Linked DNA regions of Nomascus leucogenys: region 2 is linked to region 1. A link is a contact called in public Hi-C data. All regions are on one chromosome and are shown on one strand. Each heading gives the region's core, a stretch centred on a gene start, on an enhancer-like site or on the middle of the called end of the contact. The rest is flanking DNA. Distances are from core to core; before and after follow the strand shown. Region 1 has its middle 48 kb from the start of FGD4. Region 2 has its middle 14 kb from the start of DNM1L.

Region 1 (5,836 bases), core at 1,752-4,251:
CTCTTCAAGAAATGAAAAAATTAGCTGGGCGTGATGGTGCATGCCTCTAGTCCCAGTTACTCAGCAGGCTGAGGTGGGAGATGGCTTGAGCCTAGCAGGTCGAGGGTGCAGTGAGCAGTGATTGTGCCACTGCACTCCAGCCTGGGCAACAGAGTGAGATTCTGTCTCAAAAAATGAGAATGCACTAGATACACAATTTTATTGAACTTTCTGTAATGGAAAATTTCGAACTTATGCAAAGTAAAGACTAGTATGACCCCCATTTACCCATCATCCAGCTTTGATAATTATTAACACATCCAAATAATTTTATGTTATAAAGATTTATAAAACGTGTATATTTATTTATTTATTTACTAAATGTAGAGCCTCACTCTGTTGCCCAGGCTGGAGCAGAGTGGCACAATCTTGGCTCACTGCAAACTCCACCTCCCGGGTTTAAGCAATTCTTGTGTCTCAGCCTCCCAAGTAGCTGGGATCACAGGTATGCACCACCATTGCTGGCTAATTTTTGTATTTTTAGTAGAGTTGGGGTTTTGCCGTGTTGGCCAGACTGGTGTCGAACTCCTGGCCTCAAGTGATCCACCCGCCTCGGCATCCCAAAGTGCTGGGATTACAGGTGTGAGCCACTGCACCCAGCCTAGGATCTCTTAATTTATCATTAGTCCTGGATAAGTACTCCAGATTGGCTGATAAATTGTGTGCTCATCCTACAGAGAAGCAAAATGGTGTTCAGACAGATAATTAACTTGCCTAACTTGCTTAGAAGAAGCCTAACTTGGGCTCATTGTTTCAGGCCTTCAAAAGCTTTTTTCTATAATTATTATCATACTTTATTTTTTAGATTTTCATTTATCTCATTCTTTAGATTGAGGAGGGAAGGCTCACACCTGTTGTATTTACTAATCCACTCCCGGTACCTAGCTGAACAACTGATGTATAGAGTTCATTAAATATTTGTTGAATGAATGGATCAAAACTATCTTTATATTAGGAGTCTGATTTGCATCTAAAAATATTTTAGGTGGCATTATTTATTTCCTTCTCATGAAGAATAATTCCACGGTTTTCTTTGTAAGTGGACTCTTGCCACCAGGGAAGTATTGTGGACTCGATTTCTGTGAGTGTTTAGCTGTTAATAAAAAGCCCCAACTGAAGATAAAACATGAAATGATAAAAAAAAAAAAGGTTTATTTCCTAACCTGGTAGCCAGTTATTAAATTCCTGACAGCATTGAGGAGAAATCGGCACATTGATAACAAGACATGAGAGACAAGTTCTCTGTGTTCCAGGAGCAGAGCAACGTTCTTTTTTCTAACATTCACACTGGATGAGTGATATGGAAGTGACTTGAAGGAATGAGCATTTGTGCCACATGCAGGGTTTTTTGCTTTTTCTAGTACCTTCATTAAGGGATTAGCCTTTCATTCTTTGAAATGCAAAATCTCAGTTGCCCAAAAGCAGAGTGGAAATGAGCAGCATCCTCTCTTCCTTAAGAGAAGTGATCTTTCTTCCGTCACTTAAGATGTTTTCCTATAGTTGAGGATTTTATAGCAAAGAGAATTTTGTAAACCATGTTACTGGTTAAAAACTTTTTGTTGTTGTTGTTGGTCTTAATTTCATAGGCGCATAGGTTAGGGCCAATCACTAGTCTTTTCTAAGCTTTTATTTTTGAAAAATCACTAATGCTTTAAAATACTGTCAATGTGATAGGTCCCAGCTGCTGATTCCTTCATACCAAATGATTTTGAAGTAAGTTTTGATTCCTATTTGTCTTTGACTGTAGTAGTTTTGTTTTACTTTTAAAAATTAAATTCAACAGGATCATAAAGCATGCTTTTGACCAAATATTTTGCTGGTATCTTAAATTGACCACAGTATAATTTAGAGTCTCAGAACATTTTCTTTTAAGTTGCCTTTTTTCATCCTCAGTGTTCTTGTTCTGACAGTGTATCCTGTGATTTTTAAATTTTTCTTCCTTTCTGGGTGAAGTGACAGAATTTTAAAGCGTTTTTTGAAACATCTGGTGATCTAAATACAGTTTGGGGGAGCTTTGACCTACTTAGAATGGTTCTTTGTGCCAGAGAGCGTGTTTATTCCCAAGGTAACTCTGCTATGGAATTGCCCATGTGAATGCATTGAGACTTGCAACTTGCCAGATCTTTTATTTTACAAACACAATGAAGCAGCAGGCAGCCAAGAAGAAACGGGGAAGATTGCATTGTTCTTGTACTTCCTTGAATTAAGTTTATTCATCTCAGTATTTTCTGCAGATTTCTTTGACAATAATATTGTGAATGAGGATTTAGCAGCAACAGTTGATTGCATGTGTATTCATTGTCAGTATGTTTGCTCTATTGAAACACCTTTATGCATTTTGTTCAGTAGGAGATTATACTCATACATAAAATTTTTTATTTATATTTAGAGCCTTTTTAGACATGGCTGTATCATGAAGTATAGTAGTATATTCCTTTTAGATAGTTTATTTTAAAATATCAGGATAATTGTATTTAAACATATAGTATAGATTTTGAAATATTTACATTTATTAATATTCCATTTCTGTGATAGCAGAATATCTGTGCCATTTCTTTTATCTCTTCAAGGTTGGATCATTTGCAGTAGACGTTCCCTAATCAGTTCAGTATTTTAATGTACAAAGGCATTTACCCAAAAACTAGAAAATAGAGTCCCTTGATAAGCAGGACATGTTCTGTGCAGCTTTTATGAAGACTCAAATTTGAGGGTATGTGATTTTTGTTAAAATTAGACTTTTTGTGAAATAGAGGTGTTTTTATGTACCTTTGGCCTCTAGGAGGCAGCATGATCTAGTCTAAGATTTCTGTATCCTGGATCAGGAAACTTAGTCCTCTGTCATTTTAAGAACTTTCGTGTATGAAAATATTTGCCTTCTGAATCATAAAGTTATGGTATAAATGAATTAAATAATAGCGGATACTCACAGAGTCCTAGATTGTGCTCCTGTTGTTTTCTTTGTGAATACTTAAAAAGCAAAAGGAATTATTGTGATTGCTGTAGTAGTAGCATAACAATAGAAAAAGTGATCATTTCAGTGGACGAGTGCACTTTCAGTTTGCAGACCACTAGTCTCCATCCAGCCTTCTCAGCTGTTGTGTAAAACCCTGCAAGCATTACTGTCATTAACAGCTGAGGATATCTTTTTCTAGCTGATGTTTTTGCTAAAATAATATGTCAAGTGTTTATTTAAAGATAACTTCAATAAAATCTTAGCAAATATCATAGCTCTCCTATAGTTATTACTAAAAGCTATCTAAAATTGCTTGAAATTCAGGAGATACATTGTGCCCATTTTTTCACTGTAATAGTGTATACTTTTGCTGTGTGATTAGAGTGTACCCATGTGACTATTGCCATAATTTGTGGCTTCGGGGGAACAGAGAGTAGGCATGTATTGTAAGGGGACAGTGGATGAACAGTTGTCCTTTAGTCAACCTATTTTTCTTTACTTCTTTCTGTTTTCATAGCACCTGAGTAATTTCTATTTAGTGGCTCACATGAGACTACTGTAGTAAAAGGATACTGCCCCTTGGTCGTTGGAATTGCCAGCTTTGGGAGAATTTATTCTGCTCAAAACTCAAAGATAGGTTCAGAAGGCAAAGTAACTCGTGGGAGGATTTATCCGTAATCTTATTAATGAGATTGATGCTGCCAAATATTATCATTAATTTAATTTTGGGTCTGTTTTGATCAAAATGTTATAAAGTTCAGGTCATGCCCTCATGCCCTAGAATGTACTTAATCTAGAAATATTTGACCAAAGTAGTCAAAAGCTATACTGAAAGAATTGATAAATGTTTAGAAAAATTAGAGCTGCTGTATATTTCTAAATAATTCCAGTAGATCCTCTTCCACAAAAAGATGCAGTCCTTTTTAAAGGAACAAATAACCTGCCGTTTTCTTGTTTGAGTGGTCTGAGACTTCCATCTCCCCTTTTGTATTTGAGACATAAAAGTCTTCAATCAGCTAATGAGCTGGGCTTCTTTTCCTTTTTCTGTAAATGCTTATTTGAATGTGCATTGTTTCTGCGTTGACAGGATGATATTTGGGACAAAATGAAAATGGGAGAACGGGAACTGGTGTATCCTGTTCTAAGCTCTGTAATGAGCAGGAGTGGACTTGATGAAGGGATTGAATTATTTGAAAACCTCTAGATTTTAAAAAGCAGAATAAGGCTTCCATTCTCAATTTTTTATTTATTTCTACATTATGTCATTAGAAAGTTTCTTATAAGCAAATATATAATTTCTACCAAGAAAAACAGTAAAGTTTTAAGTATTCCATTTTAACATTGTTTACAATTTTTTTTTAACTAGAAATCAGAGGTACATATGTGAGACATTTTATATTTTAGCCAAAGCGTGCCTTCGCTTGTTTTTGTCCATTAACTTAGTTCAGGACTTGAAATAATAATGCCTAAAGATGTCATGATCTTAAGACGAGGAACTGTAGTAACTAGATTTTTCTTACTAATTACCACTGTGTTTATTTTGGAACTAGCCTATCTTATGCATGCCACAAGTATATGTCACAAATACACTGCAGTGGGCAAGGAAAATTTTAATGTCTAATTGCTAGGGTCTTTTGCAAGAAAAGACAGTTTGTGCTTGGTTTATTAAATTAGTATGGAATAATATGTACTGTTAACAGTGTTTATTGAGCTTCTGAGATGTCTTCAGTAGACTCAATACAAGGATTGCTTTTTGTGGGTATGTGTTTTATGTGTAAATATGTAAATAAATGTTTACTGGACTCTTACTAAAACGATCAGTTTATCAGGTACTATTAAAAATATTACATGGTTATTTGTGCCTGGAACAGTATGTAACATATAAAAATAGAATGCAAATTGCAGTGGAAACCAGAAACAGAGTCCCTAGGGCCGAAAGGGACCTTGGAGAGTATCTGGTGCCTTGATCTTCTAGCTCTGCTCTAAGGAGCTTGGGTGTGGAGTTCTGCTACTGAAATTAAATAATTAAATAATTAATAATTAATGACAGGATTGTTTTCTTTTAATTAGATAATATAATTTCCTCATTTATGATTTTTCACCTTTTTTTAAAAATTTTTCATTATTTTCTACCATTTCTCTGCTTGGGAGTACGAACCTGAATTTAAAGTGGAGTAACAGGTACAAATGAATACAGATTAAGAGGGAAAACTCAAACAGCCAAATTTTTTTGTAGCCTTGTGTGCTGGTAGCTGTGATTTTTTCTTTGTTTTTCTTTTTTTTTCCCCCATTTGAGACAGGGTCTCATTCTGTTGCCTAGACTGAAGTTCAGTACTTTGATCATTGCTCACTGCAATCTTGACCTCTCTGGGCTCAGGTGATCTTCTCACCTCAGCCTCCTGAGTAGTTGGGACCACAGGTGTACGCCACCATGCTCATTTTTGTGTTTTTTTGTAGAGACAGGATTTTGCCATGTTGTCCAGGCTGCTTTTGAACTGGGCTGAAGTGATCCTCCTGCCTTGGCCTCCCAGATTGCTGAGATTACAGGCCTGAGCCAACGTGCCTGGCCTGATTTTTTGTATATATAATATGGTTGAATTTTCCCTTCATAAGATATCCCCTGAGTGTGATAGAATTGAACTTAGCTGGTAAATCAATATTTTATTTTATCCCACTGAAACGTGTTATGCAAAGAGCATCGTTTGTTAATTTCAAGTGCTCCATCGCCCATAACAATTATTGGAACTAGTGATTTGGTCCGGTAATCTCTTTTACCAGTTAGACCCAGAGAGACTGACTTTCTTAAGGTTACTTAACAAATTAATGATAGGGTCCAGGTTGTAT
Region 2 (6,458 bases), core at 2,877-5,376, 210 kb after region 1:
ACGGAGCCTTTCCTGTTAGCATCAGGAGGGACCAGCTCCTGATGCCATCATGCTGCTCCTTCTCCCTTCGCTGTCTAACAACTCCTTAAGGTATTTCCTCAGCTTTGCCATTCCCTTGGGCCATGATTAAGAGCCTCCAGGCCAGGTGCGGTGGCTCACGCCTGTAATCCCAGCACTTTGGGAGGCTGAGGTGGGCGGATCATGAAGTCAGGAGTTCGAGACCAGCCTGACCAACATGGTGAAACCCCGTCTCTACTAAAAATACAAAACTTAGCCGGGCGTGGTGGCACATGCCTGTAATCCCAGCTACTCAGGAGGCTGAGGAAGGAGAATCACTTGAACCTGGGAGACGGAGGTTGCAGTGAGCCAAGATGGAACCACTGCACTCTAGCCTGGGTGACAGAGCGAGATTCCGTCTCAAAAAAAAAAAAAAAAAAAGAGCCTCCAATAACCACTCTCCATCCTCACAACATGTCATTATGATTAGTGTTCTTACTGAACTTGTAAATACAACAGGGAAATAGAGCTGATGTTAGTTGCTATTTGATAACTAAAGAAACTAAGAAAATGTGTGCCTTAAAGAAAGTAGTCCCCTGTGGGGTGTTTTGGTTTTGTTTTGTTTAAATAATTGAGTGATTAACATTCAAATCTGAATATATTTTATCACTATTTCATTACATCTCATATTCCTTGTGAGCTGTTGGGTAAGGCTGACCCTGTAGAAAAGACTTTAAAAGATTTAACAGTGAAAAAAGGACACAAGTGTTCTGACTTTAAAACCTCTCTTCAATACTCCTATACTGGAGCTTAAACACACCTCATCTGTGCAGTGGCGAGTTGGGAAGGAAAGAGGGAAGTAGCTGATGCGTGCCCCATTCAGAGACCCAAACGAGGTGCCCAGTGCTTGTATCTACCATGTTTTGGGAACTATGCTAAGCATCTGTTTACTCCTCGCAATCCAGTAAGGTAGGATGAGGAAATTTAGGCTCAGAAACTTAGAATTCCTCAGGGACATATTAAGTAAGGGGTGGCAGAGGCAGATTTTAAGCCCAGATGTACCTTAGCTTCAAGGCCCACACTGGATAGTAACAGCTACTATTATTGGGCACATTTCATTATGTTGGCACTCTGTCAAGCCTTTTATTTTATTTAATTTTATTATTTTATTTTATTTTATTTTATTTTATTTTATTTTATTTTATTGTGAGACGGAGTCTTGCTGTGTCACCAGGCTGGAGTGCAGTGGCGCTATCTCAGCTCACTGCAACCTCCACCTCCCGGGTTCAGGTGATTCTCTTGCCTCGGCCTCCCAAGTAGCTGGGACTACAGGCGTGCATCACCATGCCCAGCTAATTTTTGTGTTTTTAGTAGAGATAGGGTTTCACCATGTTGTCCAGGGTGGTCTTGACCTCTTGACCTCGTGATCTGCCCACCTCGGCCTGGGATTACAGGCGCGAGTCACCGTGCCCGGCCATACCTAAGTTAATGGTAGTTACCTCTAGGGAAAAAGATTTGATGAGGTGTCAGAAGAGTTTAGGTGACTTTTATAGTTTATATATATATATATATATATTTTTTTTTTTTTTTTTGAAACAGGATTTCGCTCTGTTGCCCAAGCTCGAGTGCAGGGGCGTAATCACAGCTCACTGCAGCCTCAGCCTCCTGGGCTCAGGTGATTCTCCCACCTCAGCCTCTTGAGTAGCTGGGATTATAGGCATGTACCACCATGCCCAGTTAATTTTTAAATTATTTATACAGATGGGGCACCATTATGTTTCCCAGACTGGTCTTTAACTCCTGGGCTCAAGCAATCTTCCCACCTCCACCTCCCAAAGTGCTGAGATTACAGGTGTAAGCCACTGTGCCCAGCCAGGTGACGTTCGTCTCCCCTTCATTTTATAATTTACCTTTCTACGATTCATTTTGTTTGCTTGTTTGTTTTTGAGGCAGAGTCTCTATTGCCCGGGCTGGAGTGCAGCGGTGTGATCTCGGCTCACTGCAACCTCTGCCTCCCTGGTTCAAGCGTTTCTCCTGCCTCAGTCTCCCGAGGAGCTGGGATTATAGGCGTGCACCACCACGCCTGGCTAATTTTGTATTTTTAGTAGAGACCAGGTTTCGCCACGTTGGTCAGGCTGGTCTCGAGCTCCTGACCTCAGGTGATCCACCCACCTTGGCCTCCCAAAGTGCTGGGATTACAGGCGTGAGCCACCGCGCCCGGCCCTGTATGATACATTTTAATTTTTAAATTCCTTTCCACCGTTTCTTTGAAGTGAAAAAAGTCTACAAACAGGCTGCAGAGAAGCTTCCAGCTTGATGACACATTCTCGTTTGGGTGTGTTCTAAAGGTCATCTAAAGGTAACTGCATTGTCAACATGCCAATGTTTTATAATGAGACGTGGAAAGTGAAATGTGAAATCTACAAAACACAGTTGGCAAGCTGGGTGGGAGGGAGGGTAGGAAAGTGGCTTTTAGAGAACCTGAATAGTTTAGCCAGAGGTGTATGCCTCAGGCAGCTCTGAATTGCTAATCCTGGGAGCTGATAATCTGAGTAAGGGGAGGCCTGGGGAAGTCGGAATCTGTGGGTGAAACTCAAAGATGCTTCTAGGGTCTTTGGGTCGATGTCAGAGCTTGGGATGACCTACCAAAGAGTGGAGCTGGGTCTCAGACATGGCAGAAAATAATTTTGAAAGCCTAATTAGTAACTTACCAAATTTAAACAAATTCTGTTAAAAGCCACATTTTAAAATGTATGAGTTGGTTTTGTTTTTTGTTTTGTTGGGTTTTGTTTTTTTTTTTTTTTTGAGACGGAGTTTTGCTGTCGCCCACGCTGGAGTGCAGTGGCGCGATCTCTGCTCACTGCAACCCCCGCCTCCTGGGTTCAAGTCATTCTCATGCCTCAGCCTCCCGCATAGCTGGGACTACAGGTGTGCGCCATTGCACCCGGCTAATTTTTGGATTTTTGGTAGAGATGGGGTTTTGCCATGTTGGCTAGGCTAGTCTCGAATTCCTGGCCTCAAGTGATCTGCCCATAAGTGCTGAGATTACAGGTGTGAGCCACTGAGCCCAGTGGTTTTTGTTGTTGTTGTTGTTGTTGTTTTGTTGTTGTTTTGTTGTTGTTGTTTTGAGATGGAGTTTCACTCTTGTTGCCCAGGCTGGAGTGCAATGGCACGATCTCTGTTCACTGCAACCTCCATCTCCTGGGTTCAAGCAATTCCCCTGCCTCAGACTCCCAAGTAGCTGGGATTACAGGCGCCCACCACTACACCCAGCTAATTTTTGTATTCTATTTTTAGTAGAGATGGGGTTTCACCATTTTGGCCAGGCTGGTCTTGTACTCCTGAACTCAGGTAATCCACCTGTCTTGGCCTCCCAAAGGGCTGGGATTATAGGTGTGAGCCACTGTGCCCGGACCTTTTTTTTTTTTTTTTCATCCAGAGATGCAAGGAACTCCTAAATCAGGGAGGTTTTGTCAAATTGAGCATGAATAGAACTGAGTTCTGGTTCTCTCTCTGCTAGTAACTGGAGCTGAGAAGTTGAGTCCAACATTTAACCTCTCTGAGCCCTGGTTTCCTCATTTGTAAAATACTACAGTTGGACTAAAATTTAAGATGATGAAAATTACTAATGTTCCTTTAGGCTCTAATACCATGCAATTCCTAGTGTTCTTATTTTCTCATTCATGGTTCCCCTGACTCTGTTTGCCTTTGGAAAGCCTACATTGTGTGTGTGTGTGTGTGTGTGTGTGTGTAATTGATTGTATGTATAAATATACATAGTCACTTAGATTTTTCTAAATTTTTCTACATTTCCTTCAAGTGCTTGCTTAAGATTGATGCTGCAGACCAAGTCTTCTCTTAATTCCTGTTCATCAGGAGGTCTTGATGTCTCAGCCAAAGCTCCTGGGCATGAGTGGATCCCATGTGCATAAATAAGGTAGCCAGAGGGTTCAGCACAAGTACTAATGTTACCGATGAAGGGTGTCCAGGTTTTTGGCGTCTTGAATAAGAATTAGACAAAACACACAAAGGAATGAAAGAATGAAGCAACAAAAGCAGAGATTTATTGAAAATGAAAGTACACTCCACAGAGTGGGAGTCGCCAGAGCATAGGGGCTCAAGAGCCCCCTTACAGAATTTTCTGGCTTTTAAATACTTCCTAGAGGTTTCCCATTGGTTACTTTGTATACACCCCATGTAAATGAAGTGGTGGGCTGGGCGCGCTGGCTCACACCTGTAATCCTAGCACTTTGGGAGGCCGAGGCAGGCAGATTGCCTGAGCTCAGGAGACCAGCCTGGGAAACACAGTGAAACCCCGTCTCTACTAAAATTAAAAAAAAAAATCAGCCAGGCGTGGCAGCGTGTGCTTGTGGTCTCAGCTACTCCGGGACGGGGCGAGGGGGGACAGGGAGGACGGGGGGGGCGGGCGGGGAGGCGGGAGGGGGGACCTGAGGCAGAAGAGCTGCTTCAACTCAGGAGGCAGAGGTTGCTGTGAGCTGAAATCACGCCACTGCCCTCCAGCCTGGGTGACAGAGCGAGACTCCGTCTCCAAAAAATAAAAATAAAATAAATGAAGTAGTGGCCTGCAATAAGTCTGATTGGTTGCTTTCCAAAACCAATCAGAGGCTGAAGTGAAGTTACAAAGTTACACTCCTATGCAAACTTCTGATTGGTTGCAGAAAGCAACCAATTTAAAACCATACTTTCAATTGAAACCATACTTTCAATTTTCCATCTGCCACGCAGAAAAAAGGGGGAGGGCAGTTGTAAAGGGAGAGCAGAAAAAAGGGGGAGAGAGGTTGCAAAGGGAGCAGCCTCTGGTCCTTTTGTTACTTAGGTGTGGAAAGTTGGCGGTTTCCTTTTGATTTAGTTCTAGGAAGTCAGCGTGAATTGGCCTTAGGTCCCCTGCCTCCAGACCCTATTCTTCTGTCTCACTAATAAACATATTAAAATCTCCTAAGATTCAAAGTTTTTATTCAGGCAAATAGGCTGGCTGATTTCAGATAAGGTCTTCTAAGCATTGCACTTAGGCTCTGAGAAGGCATTTGTAGGGTTTGTGTCTGCCCTGGTCCAATGTTCACTCTTGGAGACTGATTTCTAACCCCCAACGCACATGCCCTTTATTATGTACCAGATTTGGTCCTATAACTTCACTTCCATACAGCTAGGAATAATATTATCAAAATTAAAGGACAAAAGGGATACTGAGAGAAAATATTTGCAACATATACAACAAAGCATATTTGCCACAATACATATAAGAAACGCATACAAATGAGTGTTTTGAAATATCATTGTAATGGAAAAAAGTGGGTGAAGAATATAAACAGGCAATTCATAGAAAAATAAATACTGGGCCAGATGTGGTGGCTAATGCCTATAATCCCAGCACTTTAGGAGGCCAAGGTGGGTGGATCACATGAGGCCAGGAGTTCAAGACCAGCCTGGGCAACATGGTGAAGCCCTATCTCTACCAAAAAAAAAAAAATTAGCTGAGCATGGTGGCGCACACCTGTAGTCCCAGCTACTCAATTGGCTGAGGTGGGAGGATCACTTGAGCCCAGGAGGGTGAGGCTGCAGTGAGCGCAGTGAGCCGAGATTGTGCCACTGCACTCCAGCCTGGACACACTAAGACCCTGTCAAAAAAAAAAAAAAAGAAAAATACTAAAAAATACACTAAAGAGGCCGGGCGCGGTGGCTCATGCTTGTAATCCCAGCACTTTGGGAGGCTGAGGCGGGCGGATCATGAGGTCAGGAGATCGAGACCATGGTGAAACCCCATCTCTACTAAAAATACAAAAAAATTAGCCAGGCGTGGTGGCGGGCGCCTGTAGTCCCAGCTACTTGGGAAGCTGAGGCAGGAGAATGGCATGAACCCAGGAGGCGGAGCTTGCAGTGAGCCGAGATCGCGCCACTGCACTCCAGCCTGGGTGACAGAGCGAGACTCCATCTCAAAAAAAAAAAAAAAAAAAAAAAATATATATATATATATATATATATATATATACTAAAGAATTCTCCAATAATGAAATACAAATATACTAAAAAATATACTAAATATACTAAAATAATTCTCCAATCATGAAATACAAATAAGAACAATGATTCCTGTTTTGGGGAAAATAATTGCTTTTTATTTTTATTTTATTTTATTTTTTTTTGAGGCAGAGTCTTGCTGTCGCCCAGGCTGGAGTGCAGTGGCGTGATCTCGGTTCACTGCAGGCTCCGCCTCCTGGGTTCACGCCATTCTCCTGCCTCAGCCTCCCGAGTAGCTGGGACCACAGGCACCCGCCACCACGCCCGGCTAATTTTTTTGTATTTTTAGTAGAGACGGGGTTTCACCGTGTTAGCCAGGATGGTCTCGATCTCCTGACCTCGTGATCTGCCCTCCTCAGCCTCCCAAAGTGCTGGGATTACAGGTGTGAGCCACCGCGCCCGGCCTAAAACATTTCTTTAACTTT

The links. Hi-C and Micro-C count contacts between places; a contact is called where the count stands out from the background.
Region 2: a Hi-C map of a lymphoblastoid cell line shows a contact between it and region 1, with 4 times the contacts expected there. The contact joins two enhancer-like sites. A contact is called at or near these places in 2 of 4 Hi-C or Micro-C datasets (a lymphoblastoid cell line and an unstated tissue).

The regions. Positions count from the first base shown.
Region 1 is chr23:1,357,145-1,362,980 of Asia_NLE_v1, forward strand. No RefSeq gene overlaps it. Among named protein-coding and RNA genes, the nearest start is that of FGD4, 48 kb to the right of the region's middle. Within about 2 kb of position 3,002, the one cell type or tissue checked has an H3K27ac peak away from gene starts, as active enhancers do. A contact at or near this core is called in a lymphoblastoid cell line, where this site is marked.
Region 2 is chr23:1,563,980-1,570,437 of Asia_NLE_v1, forward strand. No RefSeq gene overlaps it. Among named protein-coding and RNA genes, the nearest start is that of DNM1L, 14 kb to the right of the region's middle. Within about 2 kb of position 4,127, the one cell type or tissue checked has an H3K27ac peak away from gene starts, as active enhancers do. A contact at or near this core is called in a lymphoblastoid cell line, where this site is marked.